Regions from separate parts of the Bombyx mori genome. Here region 1 is linked to region 2. A link is a contact called in public Hi-C data. All regions are on one chromosome and are shown on one strand. Each heading gives the region's core, a stretch centred on a gene start, on an enhancer-like site or on the middle of the called end of the contact. The rest is flanking DNA. Distances are from core to core; before and after follow the strand shown.

Region 1 (6,883 bases), core at 935-3,434, 290 kb after region 2:
AGCATCATCAAGAAATACTATTCAAAGTAATAAATAGTTTGCTCCTCGAGTTTCGTTAAGAGTATAAGCTATTTATTGTATAAGTCCGACATCCCGTTGAACCGTATAATGGCTTATAGAGTCAGGAGCGAGCTGGAAGTTGAACCAAAACCACATTCCCCCCCTTCTGGTAATTCATTAATAAAGTCCTTAATTTAGTTATAGGTACTAAATATACGACGAGATATATGATGGTTCTCATTGCGTCTTTGAACTTTTTAGAATTACTAGCTGACCCGGCAAACCTTGTTTTGCCAAACCTATAAATTATTTTTGGGATAATTTTTTTGTGTGGACCATCTTAACATTTAGGGGTGTGAAAAATAGATGTTGATCAATTCTCAGACCTATCCGATATGCCCACAAAATTTCATGAGAATCGGTTGAGCCACTTCGGAGGAGTTTGGCAACAAACACCGCGACACGAGAATTTTATATATTCGATTCAGATATATTTTATTTAGAGGCGTTGTAGAGTCACCGATACTATAGTACTATTGTACCCTACTTTTTTTAAGTAAACAAACTCTTATATGTTCTGTAAAGCCTCATTCACAAGTGACGTTCCAATCGCGACATCAAAATCACCAGCTACCCGCATACGTAACGCAAAATGGTCGGCATCGTCTAAAAATATTCAAATACCTTCTATCTAATTAAAATACGCATTTTAATCTATTATCTACTTAACGGTTACATTCCTATAATACGAAAATAAAAATAAATACGGCAACACTAACTGCATTTTTAATGTCGACTTTCGGCTGGCAACGATAATAGTCTTCGCAAATTTAATTATCGGTCCAAAACCAGGCTTGTTAGTAACCCGCACTCTTAAACTTTGTATAGTGTACGGTAATATTATATATTATTGCGTTCATTGATAATAAAGCGTGTGATAAGTGTCAGATAAAACAAATGTGTGAGATGAAGGGAAGGGACTCTTCGTTAATGCGTAAAGTTACAACACCCTGTATGTTAGTTAGTGATATTTAAAACGACCGATAACAGTAGTGCTATAGATCATTACGCAAATTAAGCGGTCACACATCAACAATTACGACATTTTCTGCCATAATTTTGCAAGCATTTACACACACATTTATCTGAATCGCGCGAGTGGACAAAAACCTCAGACATTTTTTTCGTTAGTAAAAGTGTTGCCAGAATTCAGTTCCAAGAATCCTGTAAAGGCATCTACTTTTAAGATTATTGGATATTCTCGGCAGTTTCCTCAAAAATATTACATGCTCTCTCTACAACATGCCGTAGCGTAATAAGTTTCACGCTAATCGTCGCTAAGTCCGTGTCTGTGTAATTCCTTCTAGATACTTAGCACCAAATTCCAATTATAACTACTAAAAAAAATTACTAAACATGGCAACACAATATCGTTACCAGAATAAAAAAAAACTACCAAATACTTTTACAAGAAAAAAAACGGTTGAACGAAACAATCAGGTACCTATTTCTATGCAACTATTTAGTTTACATAATCTACCAATCTATGGAACATATAAAACATTCGTCTAAGTCAGCGGTCGGGGAACCGGGGTAAATTACCCCAAATGAGATAAAATGAAATTTTGGGGGGTAAAAATGAAGCTTTTGTGAGTAGAAAGTATATATTGAAGTGAAACTTCTTTAGAATCGTGATTTCAAACTCGATGAAACGAAATAAAATGAAACGAAAAAATAATATTTTTTTTAATAATTATCATGGGGTCTATAATATGAAAGATGCTAAAAAGAAGCGATTGCGTTTTTTTTGTTCTTTGCCACAGGGTAATATTAACTTACACAAAAATATTTTGGGCTAATAATTAAAAAAGTTCCCCGAACGCTAGTCTAAGTTATAATAATAAAAAATTAGAATAATAAGAAATTTGGAATAATTCAGTTCTGTCGGTACCTGAGTGCCTCCGGTTAGGTCGTAGTAAAGTGAGTTGGCTCCTAGGCCGAGCTCGTCGTCCTGAGTGAGGCATTCACCAAGCGGGTCAGTAAGTCTTCTTAATACAAACGTTGCAACAACATTACTAGTGTTATTCAAGCGTTCCGAGCGACGGAGACGCTGGGGGGGTCACTTACAAAGCAAAGCACTACTACATGGTGGTGACAAGCGCGGCGAGATGATAAGCGGTGCCAACGAGGAATGTCAACGGACACGAAGCGCTAGGGGAGACGGGCGTGTTAGTCGGAGCGGCCTCAGCCATATAGACCTGATGGTGGCCCCCCGCGGCCCCCGCGAGCACGTCCGTCCGCCTTAGTATAATCACCACCGTCAGGCCTACACACTACCGTTTTACCGAGTCACTAACTCCATTCGAGGACAGGATTCAACAAAATCATTAAAAAGAAAAAAATTAAACTATTGATGATAAAAATTTGGCAACTCAAAAAAAATAAATCAATAGAACAATGATGAGTAGAGCGAGGAGCGACTAGTGACTAGTAAATAAGTGATAACATTAGTGAGTGTGTGTGGGGACCCACCGGCTGCGGTCTGTTGGGAGGCTGGCGGACGGCGGACGGTTGCGGCGGCCCCGCGTAATCAAAATAGAACTCATCGTACCGGTAAAACGGCTCATTGTAGCCACCTCGGTAATCACCGTATCCGTAATAGTCGTAATCATAATCTATAAACACACAACACAGGCCTTTTAGAGGCTAAGCTATACTAACGCTAACTTACAAGCTAGGGGGGCGGGCCCCTCCGCTCGGGAGCTACATGCATGGCCTACGTCCTCTTCGTAACACACACAACAATTACAAACTCGGATCGTCAGCAGACGACGCGGCCCACCACCGTGCCCTACTACCAGACACTTCTGAAACCGAATAAGTACATCAACTCCAAATGTTGCGTTCAAATGACGTTTTAGATATAAAAGCATGCGGTTCGGGGGGGTCAAGCTGTAAGTAATGTTATGTCGTTTAAATGATCGGTGCAGTTATACAGTTAGCCCTTCTAAATATAGTTTTAGGGAGTGAAACGTTTCTTCGGTTTGTCTATGAATTGCGTTAATCAGACACGCAGAGGTCGATCTAGCCAAGTCCTACGTCGGCTGGGCGGGCGCGGGTCGGCAGCGTTAGTAAGGGATGAGTGGCAGTGTGCGAGTGTCGCGCGGGGACCACACCGTGTTCACAGTTGGATAGTGTGAGTAGTGGCGGAGGGTGAGAGAGCACGTGTGTCGTCACATCGGTTAGTCGTTAAGTCCGCGGGCGACAGATGTCGCTGGCGGCGTGGTGCGTGCGGCACTGACCGTAGTCGGGGCGGGCGTGCTGCGGGCGCGGCGCCTGCTGCGGCGTGCGGCCCCGCATGGCGTGCGGCGGCGAGCACCCGCACCAGTCGAACCTGCGCAGGGCGAGCTCGTCAACGTCCCTCGACGATACAAATTCTCCAAATGCCATTTTAAATCATGCCTCATTTTTTTAACTGAATTCAGCCGAAACTTCACAAAAACTTATCAATTTTTTTATTGCTTATATGAGTGGACGAGCTCACAGCCCACCTGGTGTTAAGTGGTTACTGGAGCCCATAGACATCTACGATGTAAATGCGCCACCCATCTTGAGATAACAGTTCTAAGGTCTCAAGTATAGTTTCAACGGCTGCCCCACCCTTCAAACCGAAACGCATTACTGCTTCACGGCAGAAATAGGCAGGGCGGTGGTACCTACCTGCACAGACTCACAAGAGGTTCTACCACCAGTAGAATTAAATTCTTTGATAAACAACAAGCCAGAACTTTAAAGTTTGTGTGAAATTTTCAATCGACGCACACAAGACAAAATCAACGTATTTTAATCAACAGCTTTAAAGCTTTTAAAATAATTATTACGACCAACGCAAACAAGACTTTGTCTCGGCAGCGACATCCAATACTCAATTCGCCAGTTTTATATTCTCAACCAGAAATGATGGATTCCGGAAATCCATCATCTCTCGTGTCAATATCAAAACACCAAAGCACAAGACTGACGTCTAGAGCGGCACGTAAATAAAAAACTTCAGAGGTGTCAAGGGACACCCGGATGGAACGAAGTTCCTTTCGATTAATTAGTGAAGGAATTGTAATTTTTTTTTAAAGTTATAATAATAAATTACGGCATTATGAAGAAGAAAAAAACAATACTATGAACTAAATTACTATTGTTGAAACGCTATCTCGAGAATACGCGGACCAATCGGATACGAGCAATGTCACGCGATAAGCGCCTACACGTTGATTGGTCAGAATGACGGATCTAAAAAGTGTCGTGACAACTTTTCGTAAGAATTTTTTCCGTCTAGTCCCCTTTCACAACGCGCGATAAGGAACTTCGTTCCAAAAACACAAACATCGATAGAACGTGAAAATAAATTGCGTGAACAAAACATCGATTCTGAGGGACACTTCCTCTAGCGTAGTTTTGTAAAGCAAATGAGGAGACAAAGCTTCTAACGTTCGTGTTCGACATTTATTAACAGTGCGTCTGCAAAACAAGATCCACTTTAGCCATAGGGCAGCACGTCTCGACGGGTGAAAAGTTTAGCGACATTGTTGCAGCTTTACAGGGAAGCCATTTAAAGTTTAAAATTTGGAAAATAAATGATAACAAAAAAACTTCTTCAGCTATCTGAATGGAGTAAGGTTAAATTGAAGTTCAATTAAAAATATGAAATTGTTGATACTAATACCAAATAAAACGGACCTTCAATTACAAAGATTAATGTAGCTTAATAACCTTTCACCCCTCGATAAGTAGCTGCGATAATTCGTTTTAAGAAATATTTAAATTTACTTAAAATTTGACCAGTAGTAACATTCTGAGTAAACATCTTATTATAATAAAATTACATGTTATGAGTTGGTTTATATATTACGTATACATTTTCACACTATATGAGCAATATTATTTAGGTCGGTTTAAAGTTTGCGGTCTCCGTAATGCTTATTCAATTCTGCAGTTCACAAAAAAGGAAACAACACTTTATGTCTAACGTCCAAAAGCATAAAATTAACGTGGTTATTGATAAAGTAATAAGATCGAGTGTTTAGATTTCCTGTCTAACTTCAAAACGCTAACCGATCAATATTATAAACGAATATTACACCCACGAGGCTTTCAAAATCAACCAAAAAAAAGATCTTGTTTTGCAAACTGTACTTCCACGACGACAACGGCTTGCCTTTATCGGCTGTCGTGTTCTCCTCGCGCTTTATCCTTTTCTCAGACCTAGGCAAGAGTACCAAACATGAAAACAACGGTCGACGGTTAAACCCGTAGTACAGTTGTTCGAACAACTTTTACTAAAATCGTGCGAACCCAATTTAGTAATTGTTTTTTTGTGAACGATCCCCAATTTCTCCAAATCCGTTCACGTTCACACGCAAGGACCCCTGCGAGCACTAACCCAGAGCGTCCGTGTATCATCTGCATCATACGACGTTCGCGAGCACGTAGGATCTCCTCCTTCTTCTTCTTGTCCGAAGGTGGTTTCGCCAGTGACACCTCCAAGCGGGATCCTCCCAGGTCTTTCCCGTCCAATTCTTGCATCGCCTGAAATTGAACACAAGTAACGGAATTAGGGAAAATTTATACACGGAAGTATTTTACATAGGATCTCTCCTTTTTTTCCCCTACCTAGCTGAGAGCTTTGAGAGGCTATTTCAGCGTAATCTTAATTAGTAGGTGAGCTCACGGGGCTCAAACCTGATGACGTTGCTAACACGAACCCTAGCAAGAGCCGTGCTTCGCAGAATCTACCACCGGATCGGAAACGCGACCCACTGAGAAGATCCGGCGAGAAACTCAGTGGGCTGTGTTGATGGTTAATTTACTCGTCGAGCTCTTCGTCGCAAGCGACAGGTTCGACGAAAACGATGACCGGTGCTTGAGGTACCTTAAAGCACCGTTAGTGGATCGGGAGGATCCGAGATGTGTTTGGGGCGACGTCGACTGCTTTCCATTCTGTCCGCAGGATCGGAAATGTGGTTACCGGCGGCCACGATGAGAAAATCTCTCCAAAGAGCGACAATAATGTGTACATAATTAACGCTCACTAGCGCCACAGAATCAGTAACCTACACAGTTTTAAGCTAAATTTGGCAATGTCACCTCCACCGCCCAACCCGTCCTCACCTTCACCGCGCAGTCCCTGTCGTCGAAGTGCACGAAGGCATAGTCCTTGATCTTCTTAACTCGCTCCACGTTCCCGTAGTGCTCGAACTCTTCTTTTAGCGCCTCCTCCGTAATGTCCTGAGTCAGGTTCCGCACGTACAGCACCTTCACCTGCGGGTCACGAATGTTCAACTATAGATATTAAATATAGTCACAATATACACGACACAATCCATCTCTCTGTACAAATTCATTTATTTTCTAACCAGTCATTTTAATATACAGGGCGTGAAGAAATTGACCGAAGCCAAAACAGCAAGAATATAAAACGCAAATGAGAACTGAAATATTAGACTTTTGGCGATAAAAAATATAATGTCATGTCTATATGTTTGTAAGTTTATATTAAAAAAGAGCAATGACCGCACACGCCGTGCGTCAGTTGTTCTGTTCGCAGTACATTGCGTGCAATAAAAGTACATTGATAAAATACACATTTTCAAATGTGTATTTGTTTGCGTTACGAATCATCTGACACTTTAGTTGCCTGTACCGAACTCCTCACTGTACTGGGTGACCCAGTGAGCGCACTGTGGTCCACTATATATCAAAGCAGATTTGTTCAAGTTTATATAAAATTTAACTGGCCTTCTCTGTAAATTATACATTTTTAAACTATCACGCTCCAGACGATGTTATTGATTACCAGTGCCGATAGATAACACATACGCCCTACCGT
Region 2 (7,053 bases), core at 1,621-4,120:
TGTTTCAATTATATAAGCCTATGAACACACATTCTTATATTTGTTCGAACTATAATGAAACGTGTCGCTTGAAGTTACTATATATTGCTTTTCTCTCTTCCTCTACACAGATAAAATAAAAAAGTGCGTTAAAAGCCACCGCTTAATTTAACATAAACAAATAACATTACAAATACATAGCTAATAAGCTACTACTATTCAACATGATGTTTGCTAAAGCCGATAAAGTGATAAATTAAAGTAATAATTATTAAACGATCCTTTGTGTAGGTGATGCAGCAGAAGTCTCAGGAGATTCTCTCTGGTAAATGTGGAGAACTGGAAGGTGAATGGTTGGAGGGCGAGGAGCGCCACGCGCGCCGCCTGTTGGCCGCCGCCGAGCAGGCGCTCGCCACCGACTACACCACCAGGCACCACCATCACCACCACGTCGACGTACCGGTAACGATTCAATCTTAATCTTGAAATTATATTTTTACTAGCTGGCCCGGCAGATCTGTAGTGCCTCAATCAATAAATAAAAGACCTAAACTTTTGTATAAAATAAACTTAAAAGAAACAAAAGGAATCCGTCCGACGGACACATCAAAGAAAAAACAAAATTGTTATTATTTTTTTAATTCCGAGCATTTTCATATTTATCTACTTTTTAAACCTTCTCTGGACTAACACAAATAATTCAAGACCAAAATTAGCCAAATCTGTCCAGCCGTTTTCGAGTTTTAGCGAGACTAACGAACAGCAATTCATTTTTATATATACATAGATTGTGTTCAATTATTGCTACAGACGTATCGACTGATGCTGCCGGTCTTGAGGCCCACTATAGATGTGTCAATTGTTTTGGAAAAACATTTAGGATCGCCGCACACATTGCCAACCACAAAACACTCTCACCAGAATATTTCCTGTAATTTTGATACATTTTATATGTAGCGTGTGGCGGCCACCGGCGTGAACTGTGTGCGGCGAGTCAATATAAAATGTATGAAAATTACAGGAAATATACCAGTGGCGGCGTTTTGTGGTTGTGGTCGGTGGCCCGTGTGCGGCGGCCGTTATTCGATCAATGATTACCTTGTCGCACAAAGTGTAGCCTTTCGGTACAGTGCCACTGGTTCGTGCGCTCACATCATGCGCTAGTTACTAATAAAATCAACAATGACATAAATGATAAGCATGGCCACATATTTGTTTCAGCAACAGCAGAACAACGGCTGTCAGTTCCGGGTAGGCGGGTCACCCCCGTCCGGTGCATTGGAGCCGACGACGCTGCCCCGGGGGACGGAGGAGGATGTGCAGCCGCCCCCCGACCTCCAACAGCACTTCGCCCTTCCACCTCCCACCCTTCCCTATGACGACTATAGGTATGCAATAATGCGCAATTTCTTGTTATTTATAGAGTAGTACCATTTGAAATATTTCCACAGTTGCCACATTAGTTCACTTAGCGAAACCTGTAGATTCCACTATGTCAAAGTCGAAGAATTTTAGATAAGGTTCCTGGCAAAATGTCCTTCCAAATAATGTGATATAGTTTTGTGTTATGTAATTACCCAATTTTGAGTTTTACTACGAGCAATAAAGGTGTCGAAAAAGTATTACTACACTAAATAAAATAAACATATATTGTAAATGAACAGATCGTCGTCGTACACCCCTCCGTTAACGGAACCCCAGCCCCGGCATCCGCAGCAGACAGCACCCCAGCAACACGCCAAGCGCGAACACCACCACGCCAATCCCACCAGCAAGAAAAAGGTTAGCTTAGATCTCTGGATAATTTACATAACTGTCCCGCACCTGGGGATCCCATTCCACAAGTAGTTACCTAGGTAGTGATGCATAACAATCGCGCGGTGTTATATTATATGCATTAAACTTTCGACCGTGACGCTACTGTCTTTTAATAATTTTGAAGAACAAATTACATCTGAGAGATACTTTCAATTGAACAAACTATTTTTTGTCAAGGTTTATAAACATTTTAAATGATGAAATCAAAGCAAGTGACGTTAACATTTCAAAATCCGGATCGTCTCAATAATGGAAAAATGAATAATGTAATTGTTATCCAGAGTCGCGGCGGAGGCGCCAGCGGGGGCGCGCGGGCGCGGGTGGGGGAGGCGGCGGCACCCGCGGCGCCCGCGCCCGCCGCCTACTGCGCCATGGACGTGGACGGCGAGACCGACTCCAACCACGACACCGCACTCACGCTGGCGTGCGCCGGCGGCCACGAGGACCTCGTCGAGCTGCTGCTGTCCCGCGGGGCGGACATCGAGCATCGCGACAAGAAGGTGCGACCACATATAAATAACCCAATATTTACTGGACTTTGTCAGCCCACTGAGTTTCTCACCGGATCTTCTCAGTGGGTCGCGTTTCCGATCCGGTGATAGATTCTGCGAAGCACGGCTCTTGCTAGGCCCAGTGCTAGCAACACTCCGGTTTGAGCCCCGTGAGCTCACCTACACACGTTAGGGTGAAGCTGAAATAGCCTCTCAAGGGTATCAGCATAGGCAGGAAAAAAAATCGAGACAATCGACTAGGATGAATTTTTAAATGTAGTTTGTATCGTGACTTGAAATATAGTATAGTAAAAAATATTGATCTTATCAGTTTCAATTCAGTTAGATATTCAACTAAACAACGTATCAAACTTAGGGTTTCACTCCACTTATCCTGGCGGCTACGGCCGGTCACGAGAAGATCGTCGAGATCCTTTTGAACCACGGCGCAGATATCGAGGCGCAGTCGGAACGCACAAAGGACACTCCCTTGTCGCTGGCGTGCAGCGGCGGCCGCTACGAAGTAGTCGAACTCATCCTCAGCCACGGCGCCAACAAGGAGCACCGCAACGTATCCGACTACACGCCACTGTCGCTGGCCGCCTCCGGGGGCTACGTCAACATCATCCGGCTACTGCTCACGCACCAGGTAAGTGTGATGCGCTGGAACTCTGGAAATCATTATTATCTGTAATGTAATGACAAAAGTTCCGTAACTAAACCTTAACTTCTCAGGCGGAAATCAATTCTCGCACTGGCTCGAAACTGGGTATATCACCGCTGATGTTGGCCGCCATGAACGGTCACACGGCAGCGGTGCGACTCCTTCTCGACTGCGGGTCCGATATTAATGCGCAGATAGAAACCAACAGGAACACGGCGCTCACCCTCGCTTGTTTCCAAGGTACCTCCTAATGTAGTAGCTAGCTGAATTAGAGGTGGGCTCGAAATCAAATCTCATGTAAACTCAAAAAGCGGGCTTGTCGACTCTAAACAAGGAACCATTCATGAAAATCGTAACATTCATTTTGTACTGAACAAGCTTGAAATGTTTTGGACATTGTCAATTTCGCTGTGCAGGTCGACATGAGGTCGTCAGCTTGTTGCTGGATCGCAAAGCGAACGTGGAGCACCGCGCCAAGACCGGCCTCACGCCGCTCATGGAGGCGGCCAGCGGCGGATACGTGGAGGTGGGACGCGTGCTGCTCGACAAGGGCGCTGACGTCAACGCGCCGCCCGTGCCCTCCTCCCGGGACACCGCCCTCACCATCGCCGCAGACAAGGGACACACCAAGTTCGTCGAACTGCTGCTGCAGAGGTAGCTTCCTTTCGCTTTGCTGAAGATTGCTTTGACTCATCAAACCAAAAGCCATGAATGTTTCGTCGCTGACGAGCAGGATAGCCTTTTTTTTGCTTAGATGGGTGGACGAGCTCACAGTCCACTTGGTGTTAAATGGTTACTGAAGCGTATAGACATCTACGACGTAAATGCGCCACCCCACCTTGAGATATAATCACTAAGGTCTCAGAATAGTTAGTTACAACGGCTGCCCCACACTTCCAACCGAAACGCGTTCCTGCTTCACGGCAGAAATAGGCAGGGCGGTGGTACCTACCCGCGCGGCCTCACAAGGTGTCCTACCGCCAGTAATTACACAAATTATAATTTTGTGGGTTAAATTTTTATTACACGATGTTGTTCCTTCACAGTGGGTGTCAATCGTGAACATTTTTTGAGTACGTATGTCATTAAAAAAATTGGTACCCGCCTGCGGGATTCTAACACCGGTGCATCGCTTAATACGAATGCACCGGACGTCTTATCCCTTAGGCCACGACGACATTACTTACTACCTGTGCGAGCTCATAAAAACCCTATCACCGATTGCACCAAATTGCGACCTTCATTTTATTACACGATGTTTGTCGTGTAAACCTCTGGATACTTCGAACATTTAGTATTTTTCACGATCATGAGTAGTTTACGACTGAGTAATTTACGACTATTAAAAACAATAATTGTTACCTTGAATGTCCATCCAGGCGAGCCGCCGTCGAAGTAAAGAACAAGAAAGGCAACTCCCCCCTTTGGCTCGCCGCTAACGGCGGACATCTCGCCGTTGTCGAGATGCTGTACGCAGCCGGCGCTGACATCGACTCTCAAGACAATAGAAAGGTATATTGACTGTTTGATTCGAATTGCAAAATACTAACAAAAAATGAAAACGGTTAAAATAAAAATAAAATTTTATAAATTTCATGGAAATAGAGTATTGTAATACAAATGTTATAGGTTTCGTGTTTGATGGCTGCCTTTCGTAAAGGTCACATAAAAGTGGTCAAATGGATGGTCGGGGTCGTCACGCAGTTCCCTTCAGATCAGGAGATGACTAGGTAACTTTCAATTTAATTTAATTGTATTGCTTGGTCTTAATGGGAGCCCCTGGTAAAAAAATCTGGATACTTACATTCTTAAATTTATTTGACTTGCTATTAAATTGTGCTCTTTATTAGTTTTTATTTTTAAAATAAATCTGGTTTATTGAGTGTTATATTGAATTGTCTGCCTGCTTCGTTGTCCAGGTACATCTGTACCATCTCGGACAAGGAGCTTTTGGAGAAGTGCCAAGAGTGCGTGCGCGTGATCCGCGCCGCCAAGGAGACGCAGGCCGCACGCGCCAACCAGAACGCAACCATCCTCCTCGAAGAACTTGACGCAGAGAGAGAGCGGGAACTCTGTCGAAGGCAGGCCGCTGCCAGGAGACGGGAACGGAAGAAGAAGAAGAAGATGGAAAAAAAGGTAGGAAGGACTTTCATTAAGCGAGTATCGCGATTATTTAAGCTGCTTTTAAATTTTATTATTGATGATAGCTGAGTCCCCCGATGCTATCCGCGGTTATTGTTGTACCGCGGGTCACGCTGCGGGGCGAAGCTAGTCTAAAAAAGTTACTCCTTAAATCATCAGCTACCTATCAGTGGAAGTATCGTCAAAATCGGTCCAGTCGTTCCAGAGATTAGCCAGATCAAACAGACAGACAAAAATAATTTTTTTTGGTATATGTACTACGGTATACATACTTACGCATTTAATAAAAATTGTTATTGCATAATTACAAACAGACACTCCAATTTTATTTATTTGTATAGATGAAATGATTAAATAAAAAAATAAAGATATAATTAACCAACATGGTTAAAATTTTTCATTACACAGTTTGTAAAAACAATCTTACAGGAGGAACGTCGCAAGATGCAAGCGGAGCCGGACAAGAACTCCGAATGTAGTGACAAAGCGCTCGGAGACTGTTCCGAGGGCGGCGAAGGGGACGACGAACCCAGCCCTAAGGAAGAGGGCGACTCCGGCATCGATGCCAACTCACAGGTAAAAATATTCAATACAGTAGGTAAATGGATTTATTTGTTTAATCAACCTTATTGGCACTGATTGATAGATGCGGTGTCCTAGCAAGACTAAGCTGTCATTATATTTCTTACACTGTGGCATGAATAAGCAGTGTCGAAAACTCACTTGCATAACAGATCTATCCATTAAACTTAATCAAAAACACTAGTCTCAAAACTCCAGTATAATAACACTACTTTACAAGGTTTTTTACCCAGAGATGAAACTGATATGTATCGGTAGAGTTATAAACCCTTACTTAAAAACTGAAGCTGGAAAAAAATTAGGACGTCCAATTTTGTAAATATTGATTATATTTATTTATTATAATTTTTATACAGTTATCTTAAAAACAAATAAAAAATGGGTCGTGTTACTTCTTCTTTTATACTGATTCATATCAGTTTCCCTTATTTATAGACCAACAGTAATTCGCTAACATATTTTTATCCCAAAATCCTTGGTATCTTCCCTCGAAAAACTTCAAATCCTGGTGAAAACGTTCGCCATGCTCATCACTCACGCTTCCCAAGTTCTCAGGAAAAAAGACCAGATGAGAATGTAAAAAATGAATTTTTAACGACATATTTACTCCCATTCTTTGGTAATTTCTCAGTAAATTGGAAATAATTTCTGCTAACTGTTTCCTATTCAGATTTATTGTTTCCTAAGAAATTTTTCACTAATGCTCTAAATGAATACCAAGCATCTTTTTCGACATTGGATAAGTTACCATCAAAATTTTCATCCTTTAATATTTAATTATTTGGGGACCCACAAATATTTCTTCTTTGAGTTTTGCATCAGATAAACTAGCTTGTCCATCTTTGTCAAGTGCTTTGACAAAGTTTTTCATTAATCCCAGTTAGATGTAATAGCTGTAAGTTGGGTAATGATGGATTAGGAACTTTTTCAGAATGTAGCACAGGTTTTGTGACTGATGCAACATCAGGATATTGTATGTGCTTTCGGTTTTTGTTGTTAAAACCTGTAGTTTCAGTGAGGCAGAAGTAACAGTCAGTAGTATGATTTGTTAGTTCTCTCCATCTCTATCTCTCTATCATTGGGATGCCGAATCGTAAATGTTTTCTTTTTCCTGCAGCCCAGTTCAATAATATACTTCTGCAATTTTCGCACACTACACCAGGAACCCATTTTTTATCAAGGTTTGTTACCGATTTGAAAGTAATGGAACTAGGCTCCTTTTACGTGATTCAGTGATTGGTCTCTTCTTTTTTGGCAAAATAATTCAACCACAAACATAGCAAAAGTTATTTGGGTATAATTTACACTGCCTTGATGATATTTTAAAACAAATAAAAATGTTTGAATAACACTTAAACGCAATAAAAACAAACTAAA

The links. A called contact is a pair of places that touch in the nucleus more often than the background predicts.
Region 1: a Hi-C map of whole pupa shows a contact between it and region 2, with 2.6 times the contacts expected there. The contact joins two enhancer-like sites. A contact is called at or near these places in 2 of 7 Hi-C or Micro-C datasets (middle silk gland and whole pupa).

The regions. Positions count from the first base shown.
Region 1 is chr6:13,855,032-13,861,914 of ASM3026992v2, forward strand. It overlaps LOC101735454 (heterogeneous nuclear ribonucleoprotein Q), which reads right to left. Exons shown (of 15, transcript XM_062669163.1): 9 at 6,166-6,315; 10 at 5,438-5,583; 11 at 3,303-3,394; 12 at 2,533-2,675; 13 at 1,952-2,011. Among protein-coding and RNA genes, the nearest start is that of LOC134199069, 13 kb to the left of the region's middle. Within about 2 kb of position 2,185, at least 4 of the 8 cell types and tissues checked have open chromatin away from gene starts, as enhancers often do.
Region 2 is chr6:13,561,466-13,568,518 of ASM3026992v2, forward strand. It overlaps LOC101746836 (ankyrin repeat domain-containing protein 17), which reads left to right. Exons shown (of 47, transcript XM_062669136.1): 21 at 271-441; 22 at 1,201-1,367; 23 at 1,644-1,761; 24 at 2,079-2,297; 25 at 2,665-2,937; 26 at 3,024-3,192; 27 at 3,369-3,606; 28 at 4,332-4,464; 29 at 4,582-4,682; 30 at 4,872-5,088; 31 at 5,524-5,670. Among protein-coding and RNA genes, the nearest start is that of LOC134199068, 19 kb to the right of the region's middle. Within about 2 kb of position 2,871, at least 4 of the 8 cell types and tissues checked have open chromatin away from gene starts, as enhancers often do.